Linked DNA regions of Pan troglodytes: region 2 is linked to region 1. Evidence: chromatin contacts called from public Hi-C data. All regions are on one chromosome and are shown on one strand. The core of a region is the stretch at or near the end of the contact, and the rest is flanking DNA. Distances in the headings are between cores, read along the strand shown. Region 1 holds the start of KDR (kinase insert domain receptor). Region 2 overlaps KDR (kinase insert domain receptor).

Evidence for each region. A called contact is a pair of places that touch in the nucleus more often than the background predicts.
Region 2: a Hi-C map of stem cell-derived neural progenitor cells shows a contact between it and region 1, with 1.8 times the contacts expected there. The contact joins the enhancer-like site here to the promoter of KDR in region 1. A contact is called at or near these places in 2 of 7 Hi-C or Micro-C datasets (induced pluripotent stem cells and stem cell-derived neural progenitor cells).

The regions. Positions count from the first base shown.
Region 1 is chr3:74,729,000-74,732,897 of NHGRI_mPanTro3-v2.0_pri, forward strand. It overlaps KDR (kinase insert domain receptor), which reads left to right and starts at 2,311. Exons shown (of 30, transcript XM_517284.9): 1 at 2,311-2,679. The coding sequence starts at 2,613.
Region 2 is chr3:74,775,633-74,779,440 of NHGRI_mPanTro3-v2.0_pri, forward strand. KDR (kinase insert domain receptor) reads left to right here. Exons shown (of 30, transcript XM_517284.9): 30 at 1,136-2,821. The coding sequence ends at 1,358. Among named protein-coding and RNA genes, the nearest start is that of KDR, 46 kb to the left of the region's middle. Within about 2 kb of position 2,234, at least 4 of the 24 cell types and tissues checked have an H3K27ac peak or open chromatin away from gene starts, as enhancers often do. A contact at or near this core is called in stem cell-derived neural progenitor cells, where this site is marked.

The DNA of each region.
Region 1 (3,898 bases), core at 1,061-3,560:
CACAAAAGTCACTCCTTTGCAATGCCAGATAACGACAGGGTGCTGCACATGGAACAGCCTTTCTTTTCTATCTTTTTTTTTTTTTTTTTAACAGACTTTGCCATTTTTTTTGTGAACCTAAGGCACTTCTAAGTGCTGTGTGGGAGGGAATGTGGTAGACTGATTTCATTGAGACTCTGCCAAATTCTGGTCTTGCGGCCATCAAAGACGCATCATTTCCTCCAAGACTTCTAAAGGGGGCTATTACCACGGGCCTGCAGGTTCTGGTTTGCATTCAGAGGAGACACTATCTTCTTAAATGAGACATGGAAGAGGAAGTGTCATGAATTGTAAATAAGGCTGATAGGGAATTGTCTGGTGATGGGGATGGAGAAAAACTGCCCTCTCCAAACCAGGTTCCATCTCCCACCCCTTTATCCAACTTTGCCAGAGTCCATCCTATTTTATTTGCTGAGTTTACTAGCAGGAAGAGAAGAGTTTCTTTAAAGATTCTCTCCCCTCCCCAAATAAATACCTCCCAGATAAATATGAGTACATCTATACAGTAGAGCACTATGCCAACATTGAAAAGATGGAAAGATGGAGCTTTGTTCGCAGCCAGCTTGGGCAACATAGTGAGACCCTGCCTCTATATAAAAATAAATAAATAAATAAATAAATAAATAAATAAATAAATAAAAGATGGAGCTTTAAAGGTTGATGTAGAACGAATCTCCAACGTATATTATAAAGTGAAGGCTGGGCAGGGTGGCTCGTGCTTGTAATCCCAGCGCTTTGGGAGACTGAGGCAGGAGGATGGACTGAGTCCAGGCATTGGAGACCAGCCTGGGCAACATAGTGAGACCTTGTCTCAAATAAATAAATCAAATTTAAAGGGAAAAAAGCCAACGCTCAAATAGCATTTATACCAAGCAATTGTGGGAAGAGAAGGGTGACATATCTACATACTTGTATTTAAGAATCTGCTTGGAAAAAAAAGGAAACATAAAAATGTCTCTGCCAAAAGAAAGTCTTTTCACTCTAAACCTTTTTGTGTTTTTCCAAAATATTTTTGCCATATACATTCATTATATTTCAGCATTAAAATATTTCACCTGTCAACTTGGAAAAGTAAAAGCGTGAATACAGTAAATATTTAAAAACAGATGAAGACAAGTAACAGGTTACATTAATTGTATACAATCAATCTAGTTTGAATTAGGTGTAGATATAATAATTCTGTGTGTTATCTTGGTGAAGAATGGTCCTTTAGGTTGTCATTAAAAAGCACCTCTGGGAGGTAAAAGACATAGGCATCTGGAAGATTCATATTTAATGAAGTTAGGGGACATTTGATGTCACTCCCCAGGTGTGGGGAGATATGGACAGAAAACCAGAAGGAACGAATGTGGTCAGGAAGGAATTGGAGTTCGCCTCCAAACAGCTGCCACAAGAAGTCCACACACATGGAGACAGTTGTGTAATTTGGTCACAGAGTGTCCTAGGTGCTTTTGCTTCATTGCTCCTCCACTGAAGCCGGCTGGCAGCTGGCCTCCTTCCCCTGGGCCTAAGGATATCTTGGCTGGAAGCTCTGCTCTGAAAAGGGGCATGGCCAAACTTTCACTAGGGCTCTTCGTTGGGGAGCACGATGGACAAAAGCCTTCTTGGGGCTAGGCAGGTCACTTCAAACTTGGAGCCGCCAAATATTTTGGGAAATAGCGGGAATGTTGGCGAACTGGGCAAGTGCGTTTTCTGATTAAGAGCAACCAGATTCAGCTTTTTAAACTACAATTATACTGGCCAGACAAAATACCCTTATACAAAAACCAAAACTACTGGCAGGAGTCGCTGCCAGCTTGCGACCCGGCATACTTGGCTGAGTATCCGCTTCTCCCTTGTGGCTCCAAACTGCTGCAGATTCTCGGCCACTTCAGACGCGCGCGATGGCGAAGAGGGTCCTGCACTTTGACGCGCCTGGTGAGGGCGCGGTGCTCTTCGCTGCGCTCCTGGTGATGCTCCCCAAATTTCGGGGACCGGCAAGCGATTAAATCTTGGAGTTGCTCAGCGCCCGTTACCGAGTACTTTTTATTTACACCAGAAACAAAGTTGTTGCTCTGGGTTGTTCTCTCCTGGGCGACTTGGGGCCCAGCGCAGTCCAGTTGTGTGGGGAAATGGGGAGATGTAAATGGGCTTGGGGAGCTGGAGATCCCCGCCGGGTACCCGGGTGAGGGGCGGGGCTGGCCGCACGGGAGAGCCCCTCCTCCGCCCCGGCCCCGCCCCGCATGGCCCCGCCTCCGCGCTCTAGAGTTTCGGCTCCAGCTCCCACCCTGCACTGAGTCCCGGGACCCCGGGAGAGCGGTCAATGTGTGGTCGCTGCGTTTCCTCTGCCTGCGCCGGGCATCACTTGCGCGCCGCAGAAAGCCCGTCTGGCAGCCTGGATATCCTCTCCTACCGGCACCCGCAGACGCCCCTGCAGCCGCGGTCGGCGCCCGGGCTCCCTAGCCCTGTGCGCTCAACTGTCCTGCGCTGAGGGGTGCCGCGAGTTCCACCTCCGCGCCTCCTTCTCTAGACAGGCGCTGGGAGAAAGAACCGGCTCCCGAGTTCTGGGCATTTCGCCCGGCTCGAGGTGCAGGATGCAGAGCAAGGTGCTGCTGGCCGTCGCCCTGTGGCTCTGCGTGGAGACCCGGGCCGCCTCTGTGGGTAAGGAGCCCACTCTGGAGGAGGAAGGCAGACAGGTCGGGTGAGGGCGGAGAGGACCTGAAAGCCAGATCTAACTCGGAATCGTAGAGCTGGAGAGTTGGACAGGACTTGACATTTTGCGATCTTTCATTTACCAGTGGGGAAACTGAGGCTCAGAGACTGGCCCAAGATTACCCAGCGAGTCTGTGGTCGCCTGTGCTCTAGCCCAGTTCCTTTTCCAGGACTCTGGTTTGCGACAGGGACCTCGGCTGGAGCGTGTCCTGAGATGCCGACACACCCTCAGGCTCTTGGGAGGCTGGGGTGGGAAGGCGCCTGGGGTTGGCAGGCAGGAGGTGCCTCCGCAGGCGAGAACAGGCGGTGAAAAGTTGTCTGGCTGCGCGCAACATCCTAGTCCGGGCCCGGGGAAGAAAACCTTGCAGGAATCTCAGGCCAGGTCTCCCGGATCGGACGGTACACTCGGTTCTGCCTCTTTGCGGGACCCGGCCCGTTGTTGTCTTCATGCTCGAACACGCTTGCACACCCACTGTGTGAAGTGGGGTCTGGAGCGGAGAGAAACTTTTTTTCCTTCCTTGGTGCAGGACGCCGCTCTCCTTGCAGAGCGAAGAAGCGGGGGAATAGGGACTTGTCCTGGGGGCTTTGACAGCTTCCCCAAGGGTCTCCAAGTAACAGCCAACTGTCCTGCGTAAAACATTGCACATCTTTCAAAGCGCTGTGGTCCTTGGTGTAAGCGCATAGTCAGAAGTTCAAGCTCCGAAAACCTGTCCTGTGGGCCTTGGTACCTAGCTTTAGTGCCATTCCTTCCTCTCCCTGCCGCCTAAAATTTCCGTCTCCTTCAATTAGGAACACACACGTTCTTCATGCAATAGCTGTCTGTCTTTTCTTCCTCACTTTCCTTTCTCTCTCCACCCCTTAGATAATATTTCTTTCCTGCAGCCAGTTTGCTGATATCCAGATTTCCACCCTTTGCAGGGTGAGAAAGGGGAAAGGGTCAGAGAAAGAAAAAAAAAAAGTCGAATAATTCAGGGAAAAAAATTTCTTACTTCCTAAGACAAGAATCACATGTCTTAGAAGACACTCACACCCACATAGAGTACCAGGATCATCTGTCCATGGTTACTGAATTTTCTTTATAATGACTTGGTTCAACGGGTCCAGTCCACCATGGACACTCATTTGTCCCTGACAAGCCCTCTCTCTCCCCCTTTCTGGGCAGAGAATG
Region 2 (3,808 bases), core at 984-3,483, 47 kb after region 1:
TAAAGGTAAGAACAGAGGAGGTTTTGATCTGCTTATAATCTTTTATATAAAATGGGAATACTCATGGGTTTTTGAATAATGCTCATACCAAAAAGAAAACAAACAAAAAAAACCCCAACATATTAAAAGGTGCCATTGTGCTATTTTATTGTTTTCTTTAAGGCCCAAGGTAAGAAATTGTGAAAGTCAATGATATGTTTCATTCATTGATTCAAAAAATGTTTATTCGGCAAGTATCATGTGCAGAGCACCATGCCATTGCTTGAGACACCTACATTAGTTTTGTTGGGGTTGAATTGAAAGAAAAAATTGTATTTCTCATTATTTGAAGTAACTTTTAAACTATGTATAAACACGAGTTACTAAAATTCCCTTTTGCAGTTTTAACATGAAGAAGTTGGGGAAAACACCTATTACCGGGAAAAAACACCTTAGAATGGCTTGTGAAAGTGTAAATCCTGAAGTTTTAGATTAGCACAGCCTGCATTTCTAGGCTTTGACATGATTACCGTCTGTCAGGATTCCATGCCATTGAAAACATTTTCTAGTTGCTGCTGAGTGACTGGGGTTCTCAGTCCTTCCAAGGAATGTGGTTTTGATGAGTAAAAAGCAGCGTTTGATATGTCTGGCTTGACTGCACACATGCTTCAAGTTATTAAAGTTTAAAGTTGCTCAAGAGCTTCATTACAACCATACACATGCCCCGTAATTCCCAAATTGCCACAATAGGAAAAGCACAAGTGAAATTTAAGAACATCCCAATTTCCTTGAATATCATGCAAGTGGCCCTTTGGCGCCTGTCACTGTATACAAATTTGTCAATCTGCGAGGCCATAAACATGTTCCATCAGTTGGGGCCTTTGCATAACTCGAGAGAACTGCCTTTCATCTCATTTGAGGCTTGAAAGACTTGGACCTGAGTAAGAGGACTTATCTGCAACTACTAATTCATGCGAGTACCTGAAAATAGACCTTGTCCCTGTAAACCTGCTATGCTGATTAACAACTGGGAGAGATACGGGGCTGCGGTCTCCAGGGAGATGGCAGCCATATGGAGTTGGGAATGGGGTGAGGGTAAAAAGCAAAAGAATTGTCTTCTCTCTGCCAACTCATTTGTTTGCCATTTCTTCTGCAGTGGAATGGTGCCCAGCAAAAGCAGGGAGTCTGTGGCATCTGAAGGCTCAAACCAGACAAGCGGCTACCAGTCCGGATATCACTCCGATGACACAGACACCACTGTGTACTCCAGTGAGGAAGCAGAACTTTTAAAGCTGATAGAGATTGGAGTGCAAACCGGTAGCACAGCCCAGATTCTCCAGCCTGACTCGGGGACCACACTGAGCTCTCCTCCTGTTTAAAAGGAAGCATCCACACCCCCAACTCCCGGACATCACATGAGAGGTGCTGCTCAGATTTTCAAGTGTTGTTCTTTCCACCAGCAGGAAGTAGCCGCATTTGATTTTCATTTCGACAACAAAAAAAGGACCTCGGACTGCAGGGAGCTAGTCTTCTAGGCATATCCTGGAAGAGGCTTGTGACCCAAGAATGTGTCTGTGTCTTCTCCCAGTGTTGACCTGATCCTCTTTTTCATTCATTTAAAAAGCATTTATCATGCCCCCTGCTGCGGGTCTCACCATGGGTTAGAACAAAGACGTTCAAGAAATGGCCCCATCCTCAAAGAAGTAGCAGTACCTGGGGAGTTGACACTTCTGTAAAACTAGAAGGTAAACCAGGCAATGTAAGTGTTCGAGGTGTTGAAGATGGGAAGGATTTGCAGGGCTGAGTCTATCCAAGAGGCTTTGTTTAGGACGTGGGTCCCAAGCCAAGCCTTAAGTGTGGAATTCGGATTGATAGAAAGGAAGACTAACGTTACCTTGCTTTGGAGAGTACTGGGGCCTGCAAATGCATTGTGTTTGCTCCGGTGGAGGTGGGCATGGGGTCTGTTCTGAAATGTAAAGGGTTCAGATGGGGTTTCTGTTTAGAAGGTTGCGTGTTCTTCGAGTTGGGCTAAAGTAGAGTTCGTTGTGCTGTTTCTGACTCCTAATGAGAGTTCCTTCCAGACCGTTACGTGTCTCCTGGCCAAGCCCCAGGAAGGAAATGATGCAGCTCTGGCTCCTTGTCTCCCAGGCTGATCCTTTATTCAGAATATCACAAAGAAAGGACATTCAGCTCAAGGCTCCCTGCCGTGTTGAAGAGTTCTGACTGCACAAACCAGCTTCTGGTTTCTTCTGGATGAATACCCTCATATCTGTCCTGATGTGATATGTCTGAGACTGAATGCGGGAGGTTCAATGTGAAGCTGTGTGTGGTGTCAAAGTTTCAGGAAGGATTTTACCCTTTTGTTCTTCCCCCTGTCCCCAACCCACTCTCACCCCGCAACCCATCAGTATTTTAGTTATTTGGCCTCTACACTCCAGTAAACCTGATTGGGTTTGTTCACTCTCTGAATGATTATTAGCCAGACTTCAAAATTATTTTATAGCCCAAATTATAACATCTATTGTATTATTTAGACTTTTAACATATAGAGCTACTTCTACTGATTTTTGCCCTTGTTCTGTCCTTTTTTTCAAAAAAGAAAATGTGTTTTTTGTTTGGTACCATAGTGTGAAATGCTGGGAACAATGACTATAAGACATGCTATGGCACATATATTTATAGTCTGTTTATGTAGAAACAAATGTAATATATTAAAGCCTTATATTATATATAATGAACTTTGTACTATTCACATTTTGTATCAGTATTATGTAGCATAACAAAGGTCATAATGCTTTCAGCAATTGATGTCATTTTATTAAAGAACATTGAAAAACTTGAAGGAATCCTTTTGCAAGGTTGCATTACTGTACCCATCATTTCTAAAATGGAAGAGGGGGTGGCTGGGCACAGTGGCCGACACCTAAAAACCCAGCACTTTGGGGGGCCAAGGTGGGAGGATCGCTTGAGCCCAGGAGTTCAAGACCAGTCTGGCCAACATGGTCAGATTCCATCTCAAAGAAAAAAGGTAAAAATAAAATAAAATGGAGAAGAAGGAATCAGATATAATTTCCATGTGGTTGTTTTACATTTTTACTGGTTTTCTTACTCTTCTTATAAGGGATATTTTCATAAACTAACAAACCAATAAACGTATTTGTAGTACAAAGTATGAGGATATAATATCACCACAACTATTTTGAGGATAAGTATGTCTGGTTTAAAGTTTAACTGCTTCTTCCCTCTTCTTCATTACAAAGAATTCACACACACACACACACACACACACCCCACGCATACACCCCCCAATACCCACACCTCCTCCCAGCCCCCCACACCCACACATCCAACCCCCCATACTCACACTCACACCCCCTCACAGTCACACCCACCCCCACACACCTACACACCCACCAGCACACAGATACCCACACACAGATCCACCCAGACACCCACACCCACCCACATACACACACCCCCCCACATGCACTCCCCCCCACACACCCACCCCCCACACACCCATCCACACACCCACACATCCAACACCCCCACACTCACACCCACACCCCACACACACCCACACACAACCCACCCCCCACAGTCACAACCCCCCTCACATTCCCCCATACACGTCCTACACACCCACCACACACCACCCCCACACATCCACACTCTCACACACATCCCTCCACACACACCCCCCAACACTTTTTCATATTATATTCTAAGCACTTTAGAGATTGTTAAAACAGAGATATGTGATTCCTTGGCCCTCCAGTGAACTCCATATCTGTTAGAATAGCCAATCATGAAACTCAGGGGGTGAAAG